Regions from separate parts of the Sus scrofa genome. Here region 2 is linked to region 1. A link is a contact called in public HiChIP or PLAC-seq data. All regions are on one chromosome and are shown on one strand. Each heading gives the region's core, a stretch centred on a gene start, on an enhancer-like site or on the middle of the called end of the contact. The rest is flanking DNA. Distances are from core to core; before and after follow the strand shown.

What was found. HiChIP or PLAC-seq counts read pairs in DNA pulled down with a chosen protein or histone mark.
Region 2: an H3K27ac HiChIP or PLAC-seq map of alveolar macrophages shows a contact between it and region 1. The contact joins two enhancer-like sites. A contact is called at or near these places in 2 of 2 datasets of contacts at active chromatin or transcription factors (alveolar macrophages and skeletal muscle).

What each region holds. Positions count from the first base shown.
Region 1 is chr6:152,828,636-152,835,148 of Sscrofa11.1, forward strand. The region is part of intron 14 of FGGY (FGGY carbohydrate kinase domain-containing protein); the gene reads right to left. Among named protein-coding and RNA genes, the nearest start is that of HOOK1, 120 kb to the left of the region's middle. Within about 2 kb of position 3,731, at least 15 of the 83 cell types and tissues checked have an H3K27ac peak or open chromatin away from gene starts, as enhancers often do. A contact at or near this core is called in alveolar macrophages, where this site is marked.
Region 2 is chr6:153,015,931-153,022,443 of Sscrofa11.1, forward strand. All of the region lies in intron 6 of FGGY (FGGY carbohydrate kinase domain-containing protein), which reads right to left. Among named protein-coding and RNA genes, the nearest start is that of FGGY, 190 kb to the right of the region's middle. Within about 2 kb of position 3,236, at least 2 of the 83 cell types and tissues checked have an H3K27ac peak or open chromatin away from gene starts, as enhancers often do. A contact at or near this core is called in alveolar macrophages, where this site is marked.

The DNA of each region.
Region 1 (6,513 bases), core at 2,481-4,980:
CTGTCATTAATTAGAGTTTCTGTTCCCATGGTGATGGTTTATTACTGCTAGGCTGATAAGACAGTCATTTCAAAAATACTATCTTCCTCCTCTTCCTTCTCGCTCTCCAGCAAAGATTTTTTCTTCTCTTCCAATATAATTGATCTTTTGCAACAAGGCAGGATGTAGTGTTCCTCAAACAGGAAACCCTGTTGGATCCCTGGTGATATCTTTGGAATTTCTTCCCTTCTGCTCAATGCAGAAGCTCTATCAGACAAACCTGGATTCACCTCTGACACTTAGCTCTCTGATCATGATACTCAAGAAATGGTAGCAGCTGTAACAATTAAAATAATAGTGATCATAATTATTTATGAAGAGATGAGATGAGATAGAGATTTTGGATTGGTAGTTGAAGCTGTTTTACTTTCATTCATTCATCAATCACTCTGAGTGGTTCTTCCATTGAAACTGTTCTTTTTTCTTTACCCAAGAGATAGTATGTATGTATTTGAATGTATTTATTTATTTATTTATTTTTGTCTTTTATCTTTTTAGGGTCGCTTCCCATGGCATATGGAGGTTCCCAGGCTAGGGGGTCTAATCGGCGCTGTAGCTGCTGGCCTACACCACAGCCACAGCACGCCAGACCTGAGCCGCGTCTGCGACCTACACCACAGCTCACAGCAATGCCAGATCCTTAACCCACTGAGCGAGGCCAGGGATCGAACCCACAACCTCGTGGTTCCTAGTTGTATTCGTTTCCGCTGCGCCACAATGGGAACTCCCTGTATTTATTTTTTAAGCTATCTCTTACACTCAACTGTGAATGTGCTGAAGATTGGTACAATGGTTATTTCACACATCACTGTATCTAGGGGAATATGTGTTGAATGATGTACAAATATTTACCAAGTGGTCCACGCCAATCTCTGCGTTAGGCACTAAAGGTATGGAAATAACCCAAGAAAGATTCTTACCCTTGAAGCATTAAGAGATCTGTGAAAACGGACTAAATAAATAAATAAATAAATAAATGAATAAATAAAAAGAAATGGGGCATTCGTCCCTCACTCCCAAAGTTTTTTTTTTTTTTTTTTTTTTTTGTTTTTAAATAAATCCAAAGACATAAATAGAGTTAAAGCTTCAGTAATCTTCTAGCACAAAGCCCCGTTGTGGGGGGTGGTATGGATATTCCAAAGCTCGAAAATGCCAAGAGGGATTCAGACTGGTGGTGTTAAGCCCCCAACGTAATCAGAAATTCCCTTTGAAACGTACAGTTGAAAAAAGAAAGAAAAAGAGAAAGAAAAGGAAGGCCTTTCAGAGGGCTAGCTCGCTGACTCCTCCCAGAATGGTCTGATCCCCTCGGCTGCTGAAGCAAGAGGTCAGATCCCCAGACGGAAAATTAATCTCTAAGAGTCGCTGGATAGAATTTCTAATTCACCAGTGCCAGGACACGCGGTCTGTTTCCAGCCAAGGAGGACAGGGCTGAGGCTTTAGCTTCCCTAGCCCACTGTACACAGTCAAGCCAAGCTGACACCACCCCCCAGGAGCCCACAGCATCCAACAGTCAAGTGGACACAGGGGTCTCACTGAGAGTCCCTGAACCCACCTTTCCCAACGGGTTCCATTTTGAAATACTGTGTGATTGTATTATTATTAGAGTTAATTAATAATTTTGGGTTATTGCCTTTGAAACCGGAGTCCAGTGCTTCTTAAGTTCAAATGAGACCCTCCAAGGCTGCCATGTGGTGGGGAAAGGGAGGGAGTGACACAGCAAAGAGGAGACACGGCTCAGCTTCTATCTGTTTGATACACTGGCCTTACAAATGGTCCACAACTTTACATTCTGTGAAAACCAGAACCTGATTCTTTCAGTGTAAAGATGAGGAAACTGAGGGCCAAAGAGGTTGACCTCTTGTCCTGGGTTATACATCGAGTTGTTCAGTCACTGAACCAACAAGTGAAGCTGGGGTATGTATCCTTGAAAAAAGAGTAACTGAGACTCACAAGGAACAGTCTGGGGTGGGGCCGGTATGAACACGGAAAGCTGTTTGCAGAGACAGGGCTAAGAGCTAAGTGGGGTTAGCTTGGATTTTACCGGCTAAGGGCTTCCAATCCACATTCCTCCAGTGCAGCACCGTTCCTTTCAGTGGCTGGCTTTTTGGGTAACCAGCCTTCTCAGGCAGCTCAGGGGGAATATGCAATCTCTGCCAACTTCACCTCCATGGTAATACAACACCTGCTCATGCCATACCTGCTACCAGTTACGGATAAGGGAGACTGGGATCCTTCCCGGAAGCTCACCCCCAGGTGGGGTAAGCCGACACTGAAACACCCTAGGGCAGCACTGCAGAGAAGCAGTGGTGAGGGGGTGCGTGTAGACGTGGGCCCACTGTGAGGAGTATCCCAAGGCAGCTTTACAGATGGGTTCCAGTATTATTCCAGTGAGCAGTCCACAGGCTCAAAACATGGCAGGAGTGTATCTTACTAGCTAGCTAACCTTGGGAAAGTACTTAACCTCTTTGTGATTTGGCCTCCTTATCTGTAAAGGCCTCCTTATCTGCAAAGCACAAGACAGATCAGGACCTCATGGGATTTTTGTGAGGATTAAGTGAGTTAATCCATAGTCATACACACAATGACTGCTGACACTTCCTGACTACCCTCTGTTATCGTTTCAGGAGCCCCTTGAAGAGAAGGGTCCCAGTCCCCACCACACCACAATATGCCAGATTCACTAAAGCTAGCGGCTTCCTCATCGTCTAAGCACTTGCTCGAATCTCCGCTTTAGGATTGTCTGTAATTTTCTCCTCCATCGATTTCTGTCTGTAGCCGTTAGTCCGCTTCCTAGGGTGAAAACAACTGCTGTCATCCAGTTATCTGAACCAGCCTGGCCTGTCCGGATCCCTCCTCATCAGAGATGCCGACAGCTGAAAGTGACATGGCCAACTTGGTAGGAGTTTCAGTCTGATCAACTCCATCCAACACCCAGGCTCCTCTGGCCAAAGTGTCAGCTGAGGGGGAGGGGGAGGGGAAGGGAGGTCAATTGTGAGGTGGGGTGAAGCAGTTGCTGGCTTCCCATCTCAGCGGCCTTGTCTCAGAAGGTGCCTTGTCAGTCCCCATGTCCCCAAACATGTAACACTCTACACAAAGGCACTCTGGTGAAACAGGATAACTTCCTAGGGGCATTTAAAGTGTTCCCTTTCAATTTCAGGGAGTCTTCAAAACTGTTGGAGATACATAATAAATCTTTGCTGTTACTCCCAGGCTTGAAATAATTTACAGGCTTTTTTTCTTCAGCAGGAAGCAGTGTTATCATTTAAGAAGCACTTAATGTTGTTCATTTTTTAAAAATGAGACTATTAGCTTATTACATAAAAAAAAAAAAAAAAAGATAGATAAGAGTCAGGGGATGTTGGGCAAAGGATGCTCCCAGGACTCCTGATCCAGTTTATAGCAATCTGTTTCTAGCTGACAATCCCTACTCCCCATCAAGTGTGGCCCTTACATACTAAGCTTTCTATTGTTACTCCCCAGTTGGGATCCTTCCTAGGACTTGAGTGGATATCTTTTTTGCCTGTGTTATTCTTCGGCTTTCATTACCAACTATCTGAAAAGTCCACTTCCTGCTGCTTCTCTGCTCTCCCTAAGTTAGCATTTCCATTTCAAGCCCTCCGTCTTATACAAAACCACACTTCTCTTTCTTGCTTGTAGCTGTTACCAGGGAGCAGCTTATGTAATGGTACTCTCTGGTTTCAGGTTGCTTCATTTTTATTCTTCTAGCCTGACTGTCAGCTCCTTGAAGGTGGGGAACCTGCCCTTGTTTTTCCTCTTGTTCTTTTTTTAAACCTGTAAAACATTAGGCCCTCTCTCCTAAAATCCAATCCTTTGATGTCACCAGTAGAAACAGTGTATTTTCTGTACCAGACAGAAAACAGTGTATTTTTCTGTACCAGACAGAAAAACCTGTATTCAAATATTCAGCTTGAATATTAACAGCCAGTCTGACCTTGGGTACGTTCTTTTAATTTTCTGAGTCTGTTTTCTCATTTGTAAAAATGAAAATAACAAACTTCGAACATAAACTTATTATGAGAACTACATGAGAAACTTTAAATGTTGGTTCTGCAAGGAAATTTCTAAGCGACCAGAGCAATATGAGTTACACATGCAGCTTTCTTGTAATTTGCTTTGAAACAGGAAGAAAATTTGGAAACCTTGAGGAAGAGATATGTTTCAAGAAACATAAACTCTGAGACATACAGACTTCAATTCCTCATGCCATTACTTAATAGCTGTGTGACTTTAGGGAAACTGTTTGCCCTTTCTGAGTCTCTAAATCCTCACTTGCATGATGAGAATAATCACATATATAGTATGGTGAATGGTCCAGAGTGCTGGTTCAAGAAAGAGGAGTTTCTATTCCTTTTGACTAGACACTACCTTGAACTGTGCCCAGCTCTGACTTGTAATCCAGTCAGATCTCCTCCGGAAAGTGGTAAGTTACGTATGGCTACAGGCTCCAATGCCTAACTCAGAGCGGGGTTACTCAGATCTGGGCATTCGCTAAAGTTGCTTAGGTCAATTTTCGTCCTTTGCATGCCACTTAGTCAAAGTGGACTGCTCTCCATGGTAACCAGCCACCCTTTCTCCCATTGGCCTAGCTCATTCCAATGGGAGGGGGGAATGGATTCACCATAAGGATTGACTTCTCTTTTAATATTTAAAAGCAACTCTATTACTCAGAATCCAGTCAGGAGATGAGAAGCCACTCTAGGTCGTTCAACAAGAACTGAGTGCAGGAAATTTGTTCATAGAAGACAGAAGAAACTAAAGCCGGGCAGATGATGTTGAAGGAACTGAAGAGATCAGCAAAGGCCAAAAGCTGCTACTCCTCTTAGGGATCAAGAGATGATGGGAGGCATTGGAGGGACCAGAGCCAGGGGCTGGTGATGCCAGGCTGGAGGTGAAACCAAAGAAGGGCTGAGCGGTCAGAATGGGGCAGCTGCTATAGTGAAAGAAACAACCTGACTTCTCCCTGCTTCCCGCATGTCAATCTTCCATCAGTATTTCCCATTGGCCAAACTTACTCAGTGGCCAGCTGCAAGGGAGCCTGGGAAATGCAGTACACAGCAGGACAGGGGTGAACAAGCCATCGGAGAGCAAGCAGGCAAATGAGTGGCCCAGCCATCTTTCAGTAACATATACAAGGTGCTAGTACAATGTGTGATTTATGGCCAGCTGCTAATGGTAGGTATCATCATAAATATCATTCTAATTTTGTATAACTCTCACTGAAGGTTTAATCATACCAGTCACTGTTCTAAATGCTTTCTATATATTATCTCATTTAATCTTCACAACAATCTCATGAGGCACGCACTCTTCATAGCCTCATTTTTACAGTGAGAAAACCAGCTTAGGTCAAAAGGATTGAACTAATGTACAGTTATAGCATCTGAACTCAGGATTGGAACCCAGATTTATGTGACATCTGAGTCCTATTTATTACTTATAATATGAATCATACAGCTCGCAGTAAAAGGGAGGGTCCTAGATAAGCTGAAGATGAAATTTGTCATAATTACTGGGAGGATATCTTGAAGACCTACATTTCCAGGGCTGAAAGCCTAGAACACTCTGTGAACATTAAATTTGCCCTTAAAAAGTAGAGACCAAGAACAAACTACATCACTTAATGCATTTTGTGATAGTCCATGGCGTTCCCTCTTGAAGGCAACAGCGTATTTTTGCTATGAGGATGCCAAGTTCAGTGGCCTCTGCAGGCCTGCTGTTTACTGACATTTGATATGCTTCAACATCTGTTGCCCTTCTCGATTGATGGGTGCTTCATTTTAGCACTTCCCTGATGCCAGGCTGGTAAAAGCTTTAGTACTGAGGTCCTCTAAGACACTCCTAGGTCAGTGACACAGCTTTGTTTGTGAAGCTGGCCGGCGGAAGGAACATTCAGAGAAGCGTGGTAAGGGACATGCCATCCATCTCCCATGCTGGATACTTTCAATTCTACCTCTGGGGGCCAAGCAGCAGCTCCAGAAAGTTACAAACCCAGGCAATTCTTAATCTGAAGTCGAGTTGCAATGTCTTACTCTGGACTCAGCAAGGAAGTGTATTCTTCAGCTGCTTCTGCAAAGTTCCATGGAAGGATTTCTAGGTTTGTTTTTAAAAGACTGGCAATTTTAGAATTTGGTACCAGGGAAAATGTGGTCTCTTTTGACTCTGTGCATACTATATGACTTGACCTATTTCCCAGTTTTATGTTGGCTGCCTGGAAGCTCAAAGTAATCCCCTTATTTATGGGTCAGAGACCCACAGGCCAAAGCTGTCCCAGAAATCTTCTTGGTCTGGCACTCACCAATGCAGGGTTAAAACAATCTGAATTTCAACATCCTTAGGCAGGGTGTGCATCTTCCAGTCTGGAAGAGGATGAAATCATCTTGCCCTCTGCTTGTTTCTATGGACCAACCTGGCACCTGAGGGCATCTATATTTGGGGACCCTCTAGTCTAAGGAC
Region 2 (6,513 bases), core at 1,986-4,485, 190 kb after region 1:
CTCACGAACAGCTCACTAGTTAAAAGAAATTAAAACAAACGATGTGCTACTTTCCATCACTTACAATCTTAGGGATTGTTGAAAATGCAATTTCGTATAATCTTTCTGGAAAGCAACTTAGCAGTACATGCTCATCAAGAGATTCAAGAAATATTTATGTCTTCTGACTTGGTAACACCATGGGTAGAGTCTATCCTGAGAAATAACATAAAATGCCGACAAAGTTGTATGTATACAAACACAGCCATCTTTAATCTTCATAGAAATAATCAGAAATAGAATAAACTGGGAAAGATAAATCAAAAATAGAAAACACAAAAGAGAAATAAGGACTCAGAAAAAACACAAATGGTTGAAAGAAAAATGTTAACTAAATCATTATATTATACAGTAAGCTAAAAATTATATATTTGAAGTTTTAATTAAATGCATATAAATTATTTCAATGATCTAGAATCATATAGAGTCTAAACATATAAATATTATAAAATATATTATATACATGTATTATTATATATATTTATTTGGGGTTTTTTGTGGGTTTTTTTTGCCAGTTAGAGGACCGTTCCCACGGCATATGGAGGTTCCCAGGCTAGGGGTCCAATTGGAGCTGTAGCTGCCGGCCTACACCAGAGCCACAGCAACGTGGGATCAGAGCCATGTCTACGACCCACACCACAGCTCACGGCAACGCCAGATCCTTAACTCACTGAGCAAGGCCAGGGATCGAACCCACAACCTCATGGTTCCTAGTCGGATTCACCAACCACTGAGCCACGACAGGAACTCCTATTACATATTTTTATATATGCATTAAAAAGACAGAAAACGGGAGTTCCTGTTGTGACAAGGTGGAAATGAACCCTACTAGTATCCATGAGGATGAGGGTTCAATGTCTGGCTTCGCTCAGTGGATTAAGGATCTGGCATTGCCGTAAGCTGCAGTGTAGGTTGCAGAAGTGATTCGAATCCTGCATTGCTGTTGCTGTGGACGGCAGATGCAGCTCCAATTCGACCCTTAGTCTGGGAACCTCTATATGTTACCACTGTGGCCCTGAAAAGCAAAAAAACAAAACAAAACAAAAAAACAAACAAACAAAAAAACAAAAAAACCCCACCACAATGCGGCCACCTTCTGGAGGTGAATGTTGGAAGAAACACTTTTCTGGATTTTCCAAGTTTTCTACACTAAATATGCATTAGGTATAACTTAAAATTTTAAAAGATTAAAGAATTTAATTTTTACCTACTAATTCTAACAATTATACCTAACAATTTATAAAATGCACAAAATAAACAGTTTCCTTGTAGTGTTTTTAAAATACGTATATTCTAGAGGGAAAAACATGGAAACATTTATGTGTTCAACCTTGACACAAGGGGTAAAAGTATTACAAGATGAAACATTATGCTATAATTAAAATTATGCTTATAAAGAGCATATTGGGAAAATGGAAATATGAGCATGTAACAGTATTACTTGAAAAACTGCAAGTCACAAACTAGTATTAAATCAGGGTTTCCATTGTGTCAAATTATCCCCAAAAGGCAAAGTTGGTTAAAATTCTATTGGGGTATTAAGGTGAGGACACTGTTCTCTGCTTTCATTTTCTTTCTAACCTTTCTCTGGTTTACTTTGTTCAAAATAAAAGAAAAACATTAAAAAAGGAGAAGGTAATGCGGGTGTTACTAGATAGCCTTTTCAGAAACCAACACTGACACAGGCTCAAGATCACATTTCTGTGAAGTTCACTTGTGAAAGGGCCTCAGTCAAAGTCAGGCTGGGGAGGAGCCTGGGGATGGCAGTGGGAATGGTGAGAAGACCATTTAGAGGTGGGAGGGCTTAATGAGGTGATAATGAGCCAAGGTGGTCCAAAGCTCCTTAAACCCTTCATGTATCAAGTGTCTCTGGATAATTATCAGCTCCAGGAGTTTCTGGAGCATTAGAGCAGCACCAGCCCAGGCAGGTTTTATCTCCCCCAGGCTTAACTGAGAGCCTCAGTAGCTACAGATCTAAGCTCTGAGGAACTGAGAAAAAAGTTCAACAGATCTTCTTGAAGGCTGGAGAGTGGAAAGCCACATCAATGTTTGGCGTGGAACTGCCTGAAAAACCTACACCAGGTACTGCGCTTGTGCTGAGGCCACTGCAGGTGGACATGTTCCTGCCCTCGTGGAATGTATAATGTAGTAGGAAAATAAAACCCATAATTACTAACAATCCATGAAAAATTCAAATGTAATGAGTGTTATAAGAGGAAGTGCAACAGATTTGTGGTTTGCATAGATATGACACACAAATTCAACTGTACACAGGATTCAGGAAGCAAATGAGAGATGCAGAGAGAAATTAAACAATATAAATAATGCAGGTGGTTTACTTCACCATGGCACTCAGGGAACCCAGCCCTGGAGTGGGATGTAAATAAACTCTTCCCTGGGTTGGCTTCAGCTCTGATTTTCTCAGTGTATCTTCTTTTGCTACACAGGACTCTAACCAGCCCACTGCATACAGTTCTGCAAGCACTGAACAACTTTCGGGGGTGCCATTCGTATCATGGTCTACTTACCTAATGCCCTTGAAGTGCATAAACTGCTTGGCTGAATGTGATCTAATTTCTTCATAAACCTAGGCCCTAAAATAGGTCAGTATACCAAAGAAAGAAAAATAAATAAATAAATATTGGAATAATTGCCTGTGCTGGTCGGTCAGTTTCCACTTTGGAGCTTGCTTCCTAAGGGATTCTGAAGGATACATCTGGCTGAAAAAACTCTCACAATATGTCCTGACTTTAGAATCAAGTCTTCCACTGGGATGGGTTCCACCACCCCTTGGGGAATGTAAGAGTGATCTGGTCTACTCAGGAGAGCCTCCCTGTAGGTCATTGAGTCTAGAAGGCTGAGTAGCAGAACTTATCGAGGAAGAGAAGCCAGGAAGCATGGCTGGTGGAGAGAAAAGTATTGGTATAGGTCCTAAAGCAGGCAAGCATGGACTCTGTTTAAGGAACTAAACCTGGGACAGAAAGAACAGGAAGGAGGGAGGAGCCTACTCGACTTATCATCAACCCAAATTTACCAAATCTGTAAGCCTCCTTCACTTACTGACTCCACCAACATTAACCCAGAACCTACCTTTAGTAAGCGCCTTGCTCCCCGAGCTCTCTGAACCCCAAAGGAAGCTCTTTCCCTTTGAGTCACACCATTCATGTCTTCCAGCTTATATGGCACTTAGTCATGGGCTGTCACTTCCGTTCCAGAAACATTCACGGGTTGTCTACTATGTGCCCAGCACAGAAAACTCTCCTGGGCATGGTGGTGTTCTGCATTTCCCTTATTCTCCAGCTTTTCTCAAAGGTTCGGGTCTCAATTCTTTGCCCAGTCTGTGCACTCCTTTTGGGCAAGGCTGTCACTAACATATCCACATACCTGGCAGAGTGCCAGGCTCAAAGTAGATGCCCAATACATTTGGGGAGGTGTTGTCATATGCCTCTTATTGGTGGAGAGCCTGAGGTGCAGGGGGTGTTAAGTGAAGTGACAGAGGACACATTATCAGCGACCAAGTCAGGTGGAGGGGATAAGTCTCTAAACGGGGAAAAGCTAGATCGGAGTCCACTGTTTGCTTGCTTTTGAAATGTTGTCAAGTCACTTTCCCACAGTGGTTGAGAGAAAGTTCTAGAACTAGATTGACTGGTTTCAACTCTTGCCTTGGTTGTGTGACCCAGGGCAAGTTATATAACCTTTCCATGCCTCTGTTGCATCATCTGTAAAACAAGAAGACTGTTGAGTGCATTACATGAGCTGTTACAAATAAAGCTCTCAGAAGAGTTCCCAGCATACAGAAGGTGCTCGATAATGTCACCTGATGTTAATATTCTTGCTGTTTTTCCAAACTTGATGAGTCACTATTTTCTATTAGTTATGATTAAATTCAGCTATAAACCCACAAAATAGTGACGTAAAAAAGAAACAACAGAAATAAATTTGTTTGGTAAAAGAAGCCCAAAGATAGAAAATCCAAGGCACTTATGGTAGCACCACAAAAACTCCTATTTCTGCCAACCCTGTGGAATGGCTCTTGTCTTCCTTGTCTAAAATGGGCACAAGAACTTCAGTCAGCATACCTGATTCAGGTAGACAGGAAGGATACCCTTTTAGACAGTCCCCTTATCCTGCTTTAAAGGAGACCTCTCGGGAATACAGAACACTTCTGCCAGCATCTCACTGACTTAAACTTAGACGAACATATATAGCTGCATGGGAAGCCAGGAAATATAGTCTTTAAAGAGCCCTATATCCAGCTAAAAGTCTGAATTTTGTTAAAGAAAGGAAAAAGATATAAAAATTAGGTGGGCATGGAGCCGTCTCTGTACCACTAGCTAGTGATGAAGCTATGAAGTCGACCTCAGTATTGTCCAGTTTTTTATTGAAGCTTTGGGGTTCATAAGAAATCAAAGGACATTTTTTCTGAGCACATTTTCTCAAGATCTATAAAGCTGCCTCGACTTTAATTATTTTGAAAGCATATCTCCCTTAAGGGAAATGTAACTCTAAGGGTCTGATTCACTCTAAATTATTGAAAAATTGATTTTTTAAAAAGGTGTTTGCTAGCCAAGACTTTTTGAACCATCTTAGTGAGCTTAAAAAAATAAAACCACTAACTCTTTCTTTTGAGGAGTAGAATCATGTCTTCACCAATAAAAAGAGAAAAACTGAACCCCCAGATTAAAGTGTTTGCATATTCCTGATTGATACACATTCTTCATCAAGTTTTTGACTTACAAAAGATAAAAGCCTGTATTCTCATCACTATTGTGGTGAACTTTATTTTAAAACACATATTATTTACTTCATATTAATTATGTATTATCAATAATTTGTGTGCTTTTTATTGCCAAGTCTTTAAAAATAATGCATGTGATAGTGAATCTTCATGGAGGCATTACTTACTGAAGCATTTTTCCAATCCTAAGGATATAGATGAGGCTCATAAAAAAGTCAAATCTGTGATTGAACATCCCTTTCAAATAAACATTATAGTCCTGAACAAATGCACTTTTACTCGCTGGCAAGCCTATTAGACTTCTACTGTATCCCAGAGACAATCTGTAAGAAGCTGTTGCTTCAAGACCAATGGAAAGAAAGATGATGGAGCAGGTTCACTGAGCTAGAAAAAAGGGCAGGAAGCAAGGATACAAGGCAGAGTGCAGAAGATACATCGGATCTGGCCACGTTCAGTGAGATGAGTCAGAAAACCAGGAAGCCAAATGAAAAATGCATGGATTGAAATGACTGGGGATGTAATTTACTGGTAAAAAGCATGAGCTTTTGGAGTCAGAGAGGCCTGGTTTTGAATCTCTGCTCCTCCACCAAATAACTAGAAGACTTTGGGGGCAGTTATGTAATCTCTGCGAACCACGATTTCCATTTCTGCAAAGCGAGATAACAATAATATGTGTACCTCACTGGTGTGTCAAAGTTTAATTCATGTAAGTGCTTGGCAACAGTTCCTGGCACATAATACACACTCAACAAATGATAACCCTTATCAGGACACTGTTCCCTTTCCTTCTTTTTTTATCCTATACATCCTCCCTTCGAGAACCCTGCATCCTTCAACTTTGATTCTTTATAAAAGCCAAATCGCTGGAGGTATGGGTGAGAGTGATGACTATTTGAATTCCTCTCCCTAGGACTCCTAATTTCATTGAAGTTGTAATAATACTGAGGAAATTGCTTTAGACAAGGGTTCCTGCTCTTGCTGTTGATTGAAACTGTCACTATCTGCTAAAAATGAAAATGCAAATTTTGAACAAAGCCAAGGTTTCAACTAGGACAGGAAGCCAATGTTTAGGTTGGCAAAAATGAAATGAAAATGCCACTTAGTGCGTTGGTACAGTAGAAATACTTCAAAAAACAAAGAACGAACATCAAACTAGATAAAAAGGAAAAAAACAATTTATGACTTAAAGAGAACAGTAAAAAGTAAGGCTATTTGGGTAAAGTTTGACGTGATCATTGCAAATTCTGGAGAAGACTATTTATCCTCATGGGGCCTGCCCATCCTTTCCAGTAACAACAATAAATTAAAAATCTGTTTTTTTTTTCCCATTATCTATGTGTACATCTGAGGCAGGGGCCAGGTGTATCTTCATCATTCTCTATCTCTAGTACCTTGTACAACAATGCTTGGCACATGGAATACCCAATAAATATTGGTTGAAAAATTAATAAATGAATAATACATGAAGGAGTGATTTTCATCAATATTTCTCTCCATGTCATCCTAAGACTTTTCTTGGATCATTATCAAAACTTGGCCAAAGCTACTGGGAAGTCACTACAAGTAGCAGCGGGATTTCTGATCATCTACCAATGCAGAAGATGAAGAAGCGGAAGCGAGCCAGGTCACTGACCCCTCAGGAGGCAACAGCCGAGGGAAATCTGAGAAATCATCTATTCCAAGAAGCCTCAAAGTGCAGCTGGAGACCATCGCCTGGGAACTTGCTGGACATGCCA